Regions from separate parts of the Zea mays genome. Here region 1 is linked to region 2. The links are chromatin contacts, called in public Hi-C maps. All regions are on one chromosome and are shown on one strand. Each heading gives the region's core, a stretch centred on a gene start, on an enhancer-like site or on the middle of the called end of the contact. The rest is flanking DNA. Distances are from core to core; before and after follow the strand shown. Region 1 holds the start of LOC100283089 (fasciclin-like arabinogalactan protein 8). Region 2 holds the start of LOC732789 (homogentisate phytyltransferase VTE2-1).

Region 1 (5,756 bases), core at 1,034-3,533, 270 kb before region 2:
GACTGGGGATTCCTGCATTGCTCTTTCTAGAAACTGTAGCGGGTTTTCTGAAGGTAGTGAAACTTTGTAAAGGCCTTGTAGTGGATCCCTAGTCATTTACCTCGGTAGTGTCTAAGGGTCTAGCTAACCCTGGTGACATGGGATACACGACTTGTGGGTACAGGGTACGACCTATACAGAATGTAAAACTGGTATACTAGCCGTGCTCGCGGTCATGAGCGGCTCAGGACTCTCGCATGATTAAATTATGGAATTAAATTCAATTGGACATTTGCATCGCATTGTGATTTATTGTTAATTTTGATTTAGTATTATTCTGGTTTGGTATTTACTTACATTTAGTAACTGCTAATAAAACTTGACCAACTTATTAAAAGCAATGTTCAGCTTTAACCCCTATTTATTGGTGAGCCTCACACTTCACATGAACTTCCACCTTTGACGAATTCATGCACATTATTCCCCACAACTTGTTGAGTTATGATCTTTTATAAGCTCACAGTTGCGATATATAACCCCCCCACACACACAGGAGAAGAACATGTGGTCCAGGAGGAGTCGTACAATGAGGAGTACGAGTTAATCTAGGTGGCGTCTCGCAGTTAGTTTTATGACACTAAGGATGGACTTTTAGTTCGCTTTATATTTATTATTTATTTTGTAAGACTTCCGCTATGTAATAATGACATTTATGATATTTGTGGCATTTATCTCTATACACTTTGTTATTATATGTGTTGTTGTTTTTTTATCGCACATATGTGGCGTATCCGACTTTATCTTTTAAATCTGGGTATAATATATTTATCTGGAGATATATTTTTAGAAGCTATCGGAGTCGTGGAGATATGTAAGACGACAGATGGCCCGAACGGGGTGACTAGACGTAGAGCAGTAAAATTGGGAAAGCAAGCAACGTGTGGGCGCCTGTTGAAGCCTGAGTTCTCTTTCATTCCCCAAAACGAGGATTTCCGAACTTGTTTTGGATATTGTTGAAGATGATCTATGACAGTTAAAATGGCTAAAAGAGATCTTTAGCGCTCAATAATTTGGGCGACAGAATAGTTTTAGAACGTAACTTTGATTGTATAACAAGTCGAGTAGTCGTGTGTTTGGTGTGATAGAGAATTTACGGATCAGAAATGACATATAGCTAGGCGGAGTCTTTCAGTTGACGTACTCAGCTTGTTTTTTTCTGGCCTTTGTATTTCTTCTACTCTTTATAATTCCAAGAAGCGTAATAATACAAGGAAACGATTTTTTTTTGGAAAGATCGACAAAAGAAAATGAGCCATAAGAGTTAACTATATATATGGCGCGCAAAATGAACTACTCTTATAAAATGCAAGGGACGATCCAATTCCCACCCGACCGAACCAGTTGCAATTTGCAAATGCAGTGACCTACAAGTACCCGATCAGTATGCATGCCATTGCCATCCCCACGGCCGCAGCAGTCCACCAACTCGCCACTTGCGCCACATGGCCATGCGACGGCACCGGCGCTTCAGCAGTGTCCGGAGCCTCCGCGGTATCGCCCACTGAGGCCGGTAACAACGTCGACGGAGATTGCCGCGGCGAAGTTAACGTCGGCGGAGGGCTCGGCGCGACCGCCATCTGCGTCATCCTTGGCGCGGGCGGCGACGGCGACGGCGGCAGCGGCAGCCGCGGCCTGGTGATGATGCCCGGCGGCACGACGAGGTTGCTGATCTGGAGCACCGATATGTTGTACGGCTTCGCGGTCACGGCCCTCTTCAACGTGGCGCTGACCAGCGACCCCGGCGCGGCCGAGACGAAGACGGCGCTCGCGCCGCCACGCCCCGCGGCGGTGACGTTCAGGAACCCCGTGCGGCCGAGCGCGCTCCCCGTGGTCTGGAACAGCGTGGTGACCACGGTGGGCTGGCCCCGGGGCAGCGACGCCAGCTTGGCCGCGTCGATGTAGTCCAGCGCGACGTGCACGGAGACGAGCTCCACGAGCGCGGCGCGCGGCAGCCTGGCGCTGCGGCGGAGGAGCCAGTCCACCGCGGAGTTGCCCGGGACGAGCACGGTCACGGGGCTCCGGCTGTTGACCTCGCGCGCGACGCGGGTCTTGGAGAGCAGGAGGTTGAAGAGCTTGAACTCCGGGTACCGGCCGAGGATCTCCGTCACGTTGAAGGCGGTGTTGCCGGTAGCCGGTGCGGCGGCGGTGGCGGCGGCGGGCAGGAGGAAGAGGAGCACGAGCAAGGAGGTGTTAGGAGCCATACGTGCGCCGATGCACGAACTTACGCATAAGCACACCGATAGCGCGCGGCGTGTGGCACGTAGAGTGCTATAAATAGAGACATGGGCGGCAGGTCATGAACTAGACAGCTAGCGGGAGAGAAATTAGAGGACAGGAGGGGTTTAAGGCCTGAGCGATTAGAGTGGAGATCTCATCTCACTCTCGGCTGACCACTTCTTCAGCCGCTGGCAGGATTTGTGCTGGGAGTTGGGCCGGGTCCATCGTGATTCAGTCAGATAAATTCGGATCGAGAAGGCTCAAAAACTTTTGAGTTGTGTCATGCCAATCTAAAGAGTAGAAATAGTGACCGTTCAGTTCTAAAGTACGTCGAGTCTTCATTGAATTATGCCGGCCCAAGCACCACACATATTTGAACCACATAAAATCCAAACATTACAATTAATAAAGTACATTGCTCACTAAACTAAAGAAATTAAATATTGTAGTCTTTATCGAGCCAGACTGATTCACACCTGACTCATACGTGCGGGTCGTGTCGGGGGCCAGCACAGCCAAAAATTAAGGCTGACCCAATTCTGCTTCGGGCCATGCTAGTCTGACCCATAGGACTTCATGTTGTGCTATATTTTAGGCTCCTAGTTTCAATTCGTGTTCGTGCTGGTCCGAAAAGCTAGGCCCATGTTTTAGATGCATGTTTCCCTTAAATACAGATCATGTCATGGTCAGTACTAGTTCAGTCCCTCGTCAGCTAAAACTTATCGTGGTCAGGAATAATTGTCATGGCCGGTACTAGTTCAGTTCCTCATCAGCTAAAACTTGTCGTGGCCAGGAATCATTGTCATGGCCAGCTAAAACTTGTCATGGCCAATACTATTTCAGTTCATCGTCAGCTAAAACTTGTCATGGGCAGGATTACCTGGTTTTAAACTATTCTATAAATTATAAGGCATTCCAGTTTTCTAGAAGAGTCAAACCATCTCAGGTGTGATTAATGTTATACAGAAATTACAAAGAACTGTAACATCCACTGGGTATAATATAAAATATAATCAAAGAAGTATCTAATTGTACTTTTTGGTACCATAAATATTACTGTTTAATTATATAAATTTAGTAAAACTTAAGATGATGATTTGACTCTGTAACAGAACTGGAATGACTTATAGTTAAGTTTCCTGGTCTAGAACGGAAATGGGCCTGCCTGGTGCCGGTAGCCCGGTACAGAGCCTGGCCCACTGCTAGGGTGTGGGCTCATCTGAAGCCCAACTTAAGTCAGCCGATATCACACAGTATAGTAGCAACGTGGTGAGCCTTCTTAAATTGTTCCTTTTTCTTATGCTTGTTTAAAACGGAGAAAGGAAGTGCTGAGAGGCAAATAGGCAATGCAATGCGACAAGGAGCACGAATTTTTTTTGCATTTTGGCCCTTTCTCAGAAAAAAATCACGTTTGGACCCTAAAAAAATTTAATGTCATTTTTGGACCCTTTGCTCGGCGCATAGCCTATGGCGCCGAGGTAACAGCTCGACGTCATAGGCTATGGCGCCGAGGTACGTGCTGCGCTGACACAACCGGATGTCGTGGCGCCGACGTGGCACCGAGCTCGGCGCCATAGATCTGGCATCGAGCTCGGTTATGTAAACACAAAGCTTGTCTAGCTCAGTAGAGCTTAAGCCTCTTAACCTTGTGGTCGTGGTTCGAGCCCCATGGTGGGTATTCAATATTTTTTTTTGTCTTTGTCACTTATTTGTTTTTTTATCCAGATTTTTCGTTTATGTCGCTGATTTGTCCGTCCAGATTTATTTCTCATCCAGTTTTTTTTTGTTTTTGTTATCCTTGCGCTCTAACAACTAAGCTAAACAAGCTTTGTGTTTACACAACAGAGCTCGGCGCCAAGGCGTTCGGGTTGTGTCAGCACAGCACGTACCTCGGTGTCATAGCCTATGGCGTCGAGCTGTGTTACCTCGGCGCCTGTTGACGCCTTTTCGGAGCGCCAAATACTCAAGAAGAACCGTGGCGGTGCCCTCTGCACAGGGGCGGACGGTCCGCGCGCAGGGGCCGGACGGTCCGCGGCCTGGTGCGAGGCGCGGTGGTGCTCTCTGCGCAGGGGCGGACTGTCCGCGGCCTGGGGCCGGACGGTCCGCGGCCTGGTGCGCAGCTGGGGCTTCTCTGCCTGACGGCCGGACGGTCCGCACGTACGCAGAGGCGGCGGAAGTCGCCGGCGGCGCCTGGATCTCGCTCCCGGGAGGGACCCCGTCGGGGAGAAGAGATCCTAGGTGGTGTCTAGGCTCGGGCTGGCCGACCTAGACTCCTCTAATCGACGTAGAGCCGAAGAGAGACGAAGAATTTGGGGATTGGATAGCTAAACCTAAACTAGGCTAGAACTACTCCTAGGATAAAATGCGAATAAAAGTTGTATTGATTCGATTGTTGATGATTACAAATCGGCCGTAGACCTCTCTATTTATAGAGGAGGGGGGCTGGACCCTTTACACAACTGATTCCGAGCTAATCCCGCGAATATAGCTAACAACCGTAGCACAAAACTCGGAACCCTAATCTGTTCTGCGCACGCGCGGACCGTCCGGCCCACAGGCGCGGACCGTCCGGCCCACAGGCGCGGACCGTCCGGACCGCGGACCGTCCGGCCTCAGGGCCGGACTGTCCGCCGGCTCAAAACCGGTTCGAACATATGCCCCCTGCCTTTTGGTGGAGCTGGGCGAACCAAAAGCAACTAACTCGATGTGATCACATCGGTTTTCTTAGGCATCTTGCCACATACTAGGATGGTACTGTTTGAGGAAACGCCCATTCAAAGCCTTAGGTAAATCCTTGCCTTGTAATGTTTGTAGTAAATAAGCGTTACCAAACATCACCTGTTTCACTTTATAAGGACCCTCCCAGCTTGGCGACCATTTCCCGAACTTTCGGTCTTTATTCCTCAGAGGTAGAATGGTCTTCCACACCAAGTCTCCTACTTGGAATGATTTTGCTTTGACCTTCTTGTTGTAGGCCCTGGCTACCATGATCTTGTCCTTTTCTATTGCTCCCAAAGCTATCATCCTCTTGTCGGTCACCTCATCAATATTATCCATCATTGAATTATAATAATCAGTAGCAGTTAGATCATTTTGTCTGGCAAACCTAACAGCGTTCAAACTTATTTCCACAGGTAACACTGCTTCCTGCCCATAGACAAGCTCAAAAGGAGATACTTTAGTAGCACTATGCTTAGATATTCTATGAGCCCATAAAGCTTCAGACAAAATCTTATGCCAATGTCTAGGATTATCAGATACCTTTTTCTTTATCAAATTAATCAACGTCCTATTACTAGACTCGGCCTGTCCATTGGCCTGAGCATAATATGGAGACGAATTAAGCAGCTTAATTCTGTATAATTCAGCAAATTCACGTACCTCCTTTGACATAAAAGAAGTACCTTGATCTGTAGTCAAGGTCTGGGGAATGTCGAATCTATGAATAATATGCTCAGTTATGAACTCAATTACCTCCTTGTGCGTCATGTTCTTTAGAG
Region 2 (5,581 bases), core at 129-2,628:
TTTACTGTATGCTACACTGTACTTACTGCTGAATGCGTAGCGTAGGTAGGTGGTCGATCGTTCTCGGTGAACAGAACGCTACACGGAGCTGAAGATGATGGCTGTGTGGTGCCCTTGTATGGTAGGGAAACCCTTCTCGACCACGACCTTTTCCGATGCCATGCCGACTTGTCCTAGTCGTCGTCCTGCCATTGCCAAGGTGAAGGTCCTGAGCCAGGCAGAAATCTGCAGAATTTCAGTAAGCGGGAGTGTCTAAAAGAACCATGCAACATCTTCGCTCGGTTTTAATTCGTACGGATTTTTATTGTTTTTATATTATATTTGTTTTTATTAATTATAGCTGCAGCAATCTAAATAACTAATTTTAATCTGAAGCCACGTCAGATGAAGTCGTAACTGGCGTTCAGTCCCATGTGAACAAAACCAGGCTCGCTCAGTGCAGGACGCACATGTGCGTGTTGTGCCAGTGGTCCTGAATCCTCTGTCCCTGCCAACACTTCCAGATTCCGATTAGCATGACACAACTACAACGCCTCCTCTGTCCCTGCCAACACTTCGTACTTCCTACTTCCTACTTCTTACAGATTCGCGGGAAAGATCGCCCACACAATACTTCGTACTTCCTCGGATTTTAGAAACTTTTAACCTTTATACGTATCTAACAAAAACAATATATCTAGAAAAGTTTTAACATATTACCTTTAGACTCCGTCCTCTAGAGTCAACGGTTAGATACTAAAATTAGTGGTATAGGTTTCAAACACCTTCAATTGTTAGGTACATCATAGCTAACAATTAATTAATTAGGTAGCTCAATCTATCTAATAACTTATTAATTGACTAACTATTAGTTCTAATGGTTTTAAACAGGACATACCTTGATTTACAACAAATGGAATACGGTATATCATGGTTATGCGATCACTCAGGCTATCTCCAACAGACGTTTCATATGGACGTGCTCACAAATAAGACTTTGATCAACGGTTTACACATATGGTTACATAAAGACACTACTTTGCACTGTTTACAAAATGAAGTTTAAATATATGAGTGTGAATGAGTAAACGGCTAAAGATAGTTTAAAGTTGTTTTATCTGTATGGTTAATTAAAATATTGTTTTGCATTTTATACTATAATGTTGACAAAGTATAGTCTGAATACGAGGATGAACTGCCCTGTGTTTTGAACTTGTGATCCGGTGAACGGTGTCATTTCCATGTGAACGGAACTGCCCAATCACTCGCAGGCACAGTCACATCGCGCGATCGCGATCCACGGTCCACGGACAGCGACGCCTTGCGGATGCACTCGCTGCGACCGGGGCCGGAAGACCCGTGCAACGACACGACACGAGTACACGACCCGTGCAACCACTTCACTCATCACTTCCACTTATGTGCACACATTGCCGTGCCGTGCGGTGCGTGAAAGGCACGGGGCCGCCGGCCGGACTCTTCTGACTTGGCAACCGCCGCGCAGCGCGACGAGCGCCACCTGCTTGCTGCCGCGTGCCTGCGTGCGTGTGCGTCCACCACTGACCCCGCGCCCGCCCGCCGCCCCTGCCCCTCCACTCCACTTGCTCACTCGTCGGCTCGTCGCGGCCCGCTTCCCCCCCGGCCAAGGGATGGACGCGCTTCGCCTACGGCCGTCCCTCCTCCCCGTGCGGCCCGGCGCGGCCCGCCCGCGAGGTCAGTGAACTCCTTCCCCTCGCCGCTCACCGCGACAGAACCTGGCCTGCAGGCTTTAGTTCTATTGAGCTGGATATTTTAGTTCGACGGATTAATCGTGTACTCTAGTAGCCACAAAGACCGCGATGCTTGTGATGCGCGAGTATTCCTTTGCTCTTTTCTAATCGAACACTAACCGGGCTCGTTCCGTCCTGTACTCCGGTTGGCTGTAGCGCCTGGAATCAGTGGGAAAACGATGCAGGAGCAGTTGTATTAATGTCGTCTTTTTTTGAGAGAGAGGAGTGGCTGATATTAATGTCAAAGCTGTCATGGACAGGAAAACTGTTTACCTGGAGTTTGTTAGATAGCTCAGTCTTTAAAATGATGGGTTCCTGCGGGGACATCAAACCCGGGCCATGGTGGTGTAGTCCAATTTCACGTTTTAGAGGTTGGGGATGAGAATTAAGATGTCAAAACCTTGCAGGGATTTTGGTTTCTGCTGATTCTAACTTTATCAGGATGGTTACATGTACAAGCGAGGGTTAAAATTAGTCATGAAATTCCCTTTTGCTATTTTTTTTCTTCAAATTAGCTTCAAGGAAATGTTTTACTTGTGACCTTGTTGACTAGTTCTGCTCAAAACTTTACTGACTGTAAAATAACAAAAAAAAATTGTTGAAATAATCAAAAGCAGTGTTGCCCCAACTGTACCTGCTTATGTGTAGGGAAGCACTTCAAGTTTCCTTTTATTCTTTAACTAATTCCAGACTCACATGAAGACTGTAGTAGGGGTAGCACTTCAAGTTTTCTTTTCTTCTTTGACCAATCCCAGACTCCCATGTAGACTGTAGTAGGGGAAACACTTCAAGTTTTCATTTCTTCTTTGACTAATTCCAGGCTCCCACATATATTGTAGTAGTAGAAGGCACAGCGGGCATGGTTTGTGGGACTGTAATTAGTAATGCAGATGTCGAGCTTATTGGTCACACATTATTTCATTCTGTTACTTTCTCTAGTGTTTGGCCTAGTATTGAAATGTTTGAATTTCCAGATCATTTTCTACCACCATGTTGTTCCATACAACGAAATGGTGAAGGACGAATTTGCTTTTCTAGCCAAAGGACCCAAGGTCCTACCTTGCATCACCATCAGAAATTCTTCGAATGGAAATCCTCCTATTGTAGGATATCACATCGGTCATTAAATACTTCTGTTAATGCTTCGGGGCAACAGCTGCAGTCTGAACCTGAAACACATGATTCTACAACCATCTGGAGGGCAATATCATCTTCTCTAGATGCATTTTACAGATTTTCCCGGCCACATACTGTCATAGGAACAGTTAAGTCACGTTGATGTACTGTTTCATTTACATGATCGTCCAGTAAGTATGTCCTTGTGTTGTTTCCTTTGTTTTCTCTTTATTGATCTAGAGATTTTGCTGGTGTAATCAGGCATTAAGCATAGTCTCAGTTTCCCTTCTAGCTGTCCAGAGCTTGTCTGATATATCACCTTTGTTCCTCACTGGTTTGCTGGAGGTAGTGATACTTTGAGCATCTCTATCCTTTCATTGTTATAAAGATGTATTGTTTCATTCTACTACTTTGTACTCTTATGTAGGCAGTGGTAGCTGCCCTTTTCATGAATATCTATATTGTTGGACTGAACCAGTTATTCGACATTGAGATAGACAAGGTATTTTGAATTCACTTTAATCTTCATTAAGTACCTTTTACTACCATACTAATAACTGCTAGGAGCTAATATTTGTACTGCTCTAGGTTAACAAGCCAACTCTTCCATTGGCATCTGGGGAATACACCCTTGCAACTGGGGTTGCAATAGTTTCGGTCTTTGCCGCTATGGTAATTATGCTCTCAATATAGAAGAAATTGGCATTATGCTTCATGTTTTATTTTGAATTTATTTCTAGATATGTTGATACTGAGATGCCTAAAAGTGTTGGAAGTGAAACCCTAACCCTAACCAGGGTTGAGACTGTATTAATATAGCCGAGTAGTTGGGCCAAGCCCATTACACTGGGGGTATACAGGTAATTACATGAGGATGGCCAAAAACCTTAGCGAGGTTCTAACATCCCCCGCAGTCTCAACTCTATCATGTACAAATGTTGAGACTGTATCGAAACTCGGCAAAAATACTCGACTGCAACCCCTTGGTGAAGATGTCAGTGAACTGCGACGTGGTCGGAACGCTGATAACGTGAACGTCACCGGCGGCGACACACTCGCGGATGAAGTGAAGGTCAATCTTCACGTGCTTCGTGCGCTGATGCTACACGGGATTGGTCAAGAGGTAGACCGCGTGGACGTTATCGTAGTGGACGAGAGCGGCGCGCTGGAGGGGGCTGTGGAGCTCCTGGAGAAGCCGGCGGAGCTAGGAGGCCTCGGCCACGCCGTTAGTCACAACACGGTACTCGGCCTCAGCGTTAGAGTGAGAAACGATGGGCTGCCGCTTGGCGACCCAGGAGACAAGGTTGGCACCCAGAAACACAGCGTAACAGGAAGTGGACCAGCATGTGTCGGGGCAGCTAGTCCAGTTAGCGTCTGTGTAGTCCACGAGCTTCGACACCGGGGAGGGTCGAAGGAGAAGGCCATAGTCGATGGAGCCACGGAGGTAGCGAAGGATCCGTTTGAGCGGTGAAATGGGGCTCCCGCGGGGTGTGCATGTGAAGGTACACCTGCTGGACGACATAGGCAATGTCGGGCCTGGAGAAGGTCATATACTGGAGAGAAGAGGCTCTGGTAGGCCGTCGCGTCAGTGACCTAGGGCCCGTCGTCCTCAGAGAGCTTTGCCTGAGTGGACAGGCGTGGAGCAGGGCTTGCAATTGGACATGTTAGCCTGCTGTAGGATGTCTAGAGCGTACTGGCGCTGGTGAGGAGGAGACCCCTGAGGCCTTCGCTCGGCGATGATGTCGAGGAAGCAGTGGAGAGGCCCCAGGTCCTTCATCGCGAACTCGTGCTGAAGAGCGATGACCGTGCTGGAGTAGATCGATACTGGACGCCGTGAGCACGATGTCGTCGATGTAGAGCAGGAGGTAGATGATGTCGTCGCCGCGCCGATAGATGAACATGGACGTGTCTGACTTGGCCTCGACGAAGCCGAGGGAGGTCAAGTAGGAGGCGAAGCGACTGTACCAGGCCCATGGCGCCTGCTTGAGGTCGTACAGGGAGCGGTTCAACCGACAAACTAGATCCGGACGAGCGGAATCGACGAAGCCAGTGGGCTGGCTGCAGTAGATCGTCTATGTTAGAGTGTCATGGAGGAAGGCATTGTTGACATCGGGCTGATGGACTGCCCAATTCCGGGAGAGGGCGAGCGAGAAGACGACCCTAACAGTTTGAAGGTCTCGTCGTAGTCCACTCCGGGGCGCTGGGTGAAGCCCTGAAGGACCCAACGAGCCTTATAGCGGTCGAGCGAGCCATTCGAGGTGAGCTTGTGGCAGAAAAGCCACTTGTCGGTAACCACGTTGGTGCCTGGTGGACGCGACACCAGGTCCCAAGTGTGGTTGGCTAGCAAGGCTGCGTACTCCTCCATAGCACGACGCCAGTGGGGATCGGTGAGGGCAGCGCGAACAGAGGAGGGAACCAGGGAGGCATCCAGAGGAGCGACGGCTGTCAGGACCAGCCGGTCGACGGGACGGAGAACTCCGGCCGCACGACGAGTCACTATCGGGTGAATGTGGTCGGGGTCACGGTGGATGGCGACCGGGTGGTACACCGGTGGCTTGGTACAGGGACAAGCTGACAGGGTGGGAGGGACCGGTAGATCGGTCCGTCCGCGACGGTGGTCGATGCGGCCGCGCGAGGCACAGGCGTGAAAGAGGGCAGTGGAAGAGAGACGTCGACACAATCTGCATCGAGGTTGGGGGGTGGGGAGGAGTCAACAA

The links. A called contact is a pair of places that touch in the nucleus more often than the background predicts.
Region 1: a contact with region 2 is called in a Hi-C map of tassel, with 2.8 times the contacts expected there. The contact joins the promoter of LOC100283089 here to the promoter of LOC732789 in region 2. A contact is called at or near these places in 4 of 25 Hi-C or Micro-C datasets (bundle sheath, ear, root tip and 1 more).

What each region holds. Positions count from the first base shown.
Region 1 is chr9:112,153,863-112,159,618 of Zm-B73-REFERENCE-NAM-5.0, reverse strand. LOC100283089 (fasciclin-like arabinogalactan protein 8) reads right to left here and starts at 2,283. Exons shown (of 1, transcript NM_001155991.2): 1 at 1,197-2,283. The coding sequence starts at 2,240. The coding sequence ends at 1,404.
Region 2 is chr9:111,887,235-111,892,815 of Zm-B73-REFERENCE-NAM-5.0, reverse strand. It overlaps LOC732789 (homogentisate phytyltransferase VTE2-1), which reads left to right and starts at 1,378. Exons shown (of 12, transcript NM_001112407.2): 1 at 1,378-1,692; 2 at 2,723-3,012; 3 at 3,126-3,209; 4 at 3,292-3,366; 5 at 3,453-3,536. The coding sequence starts at 1,629.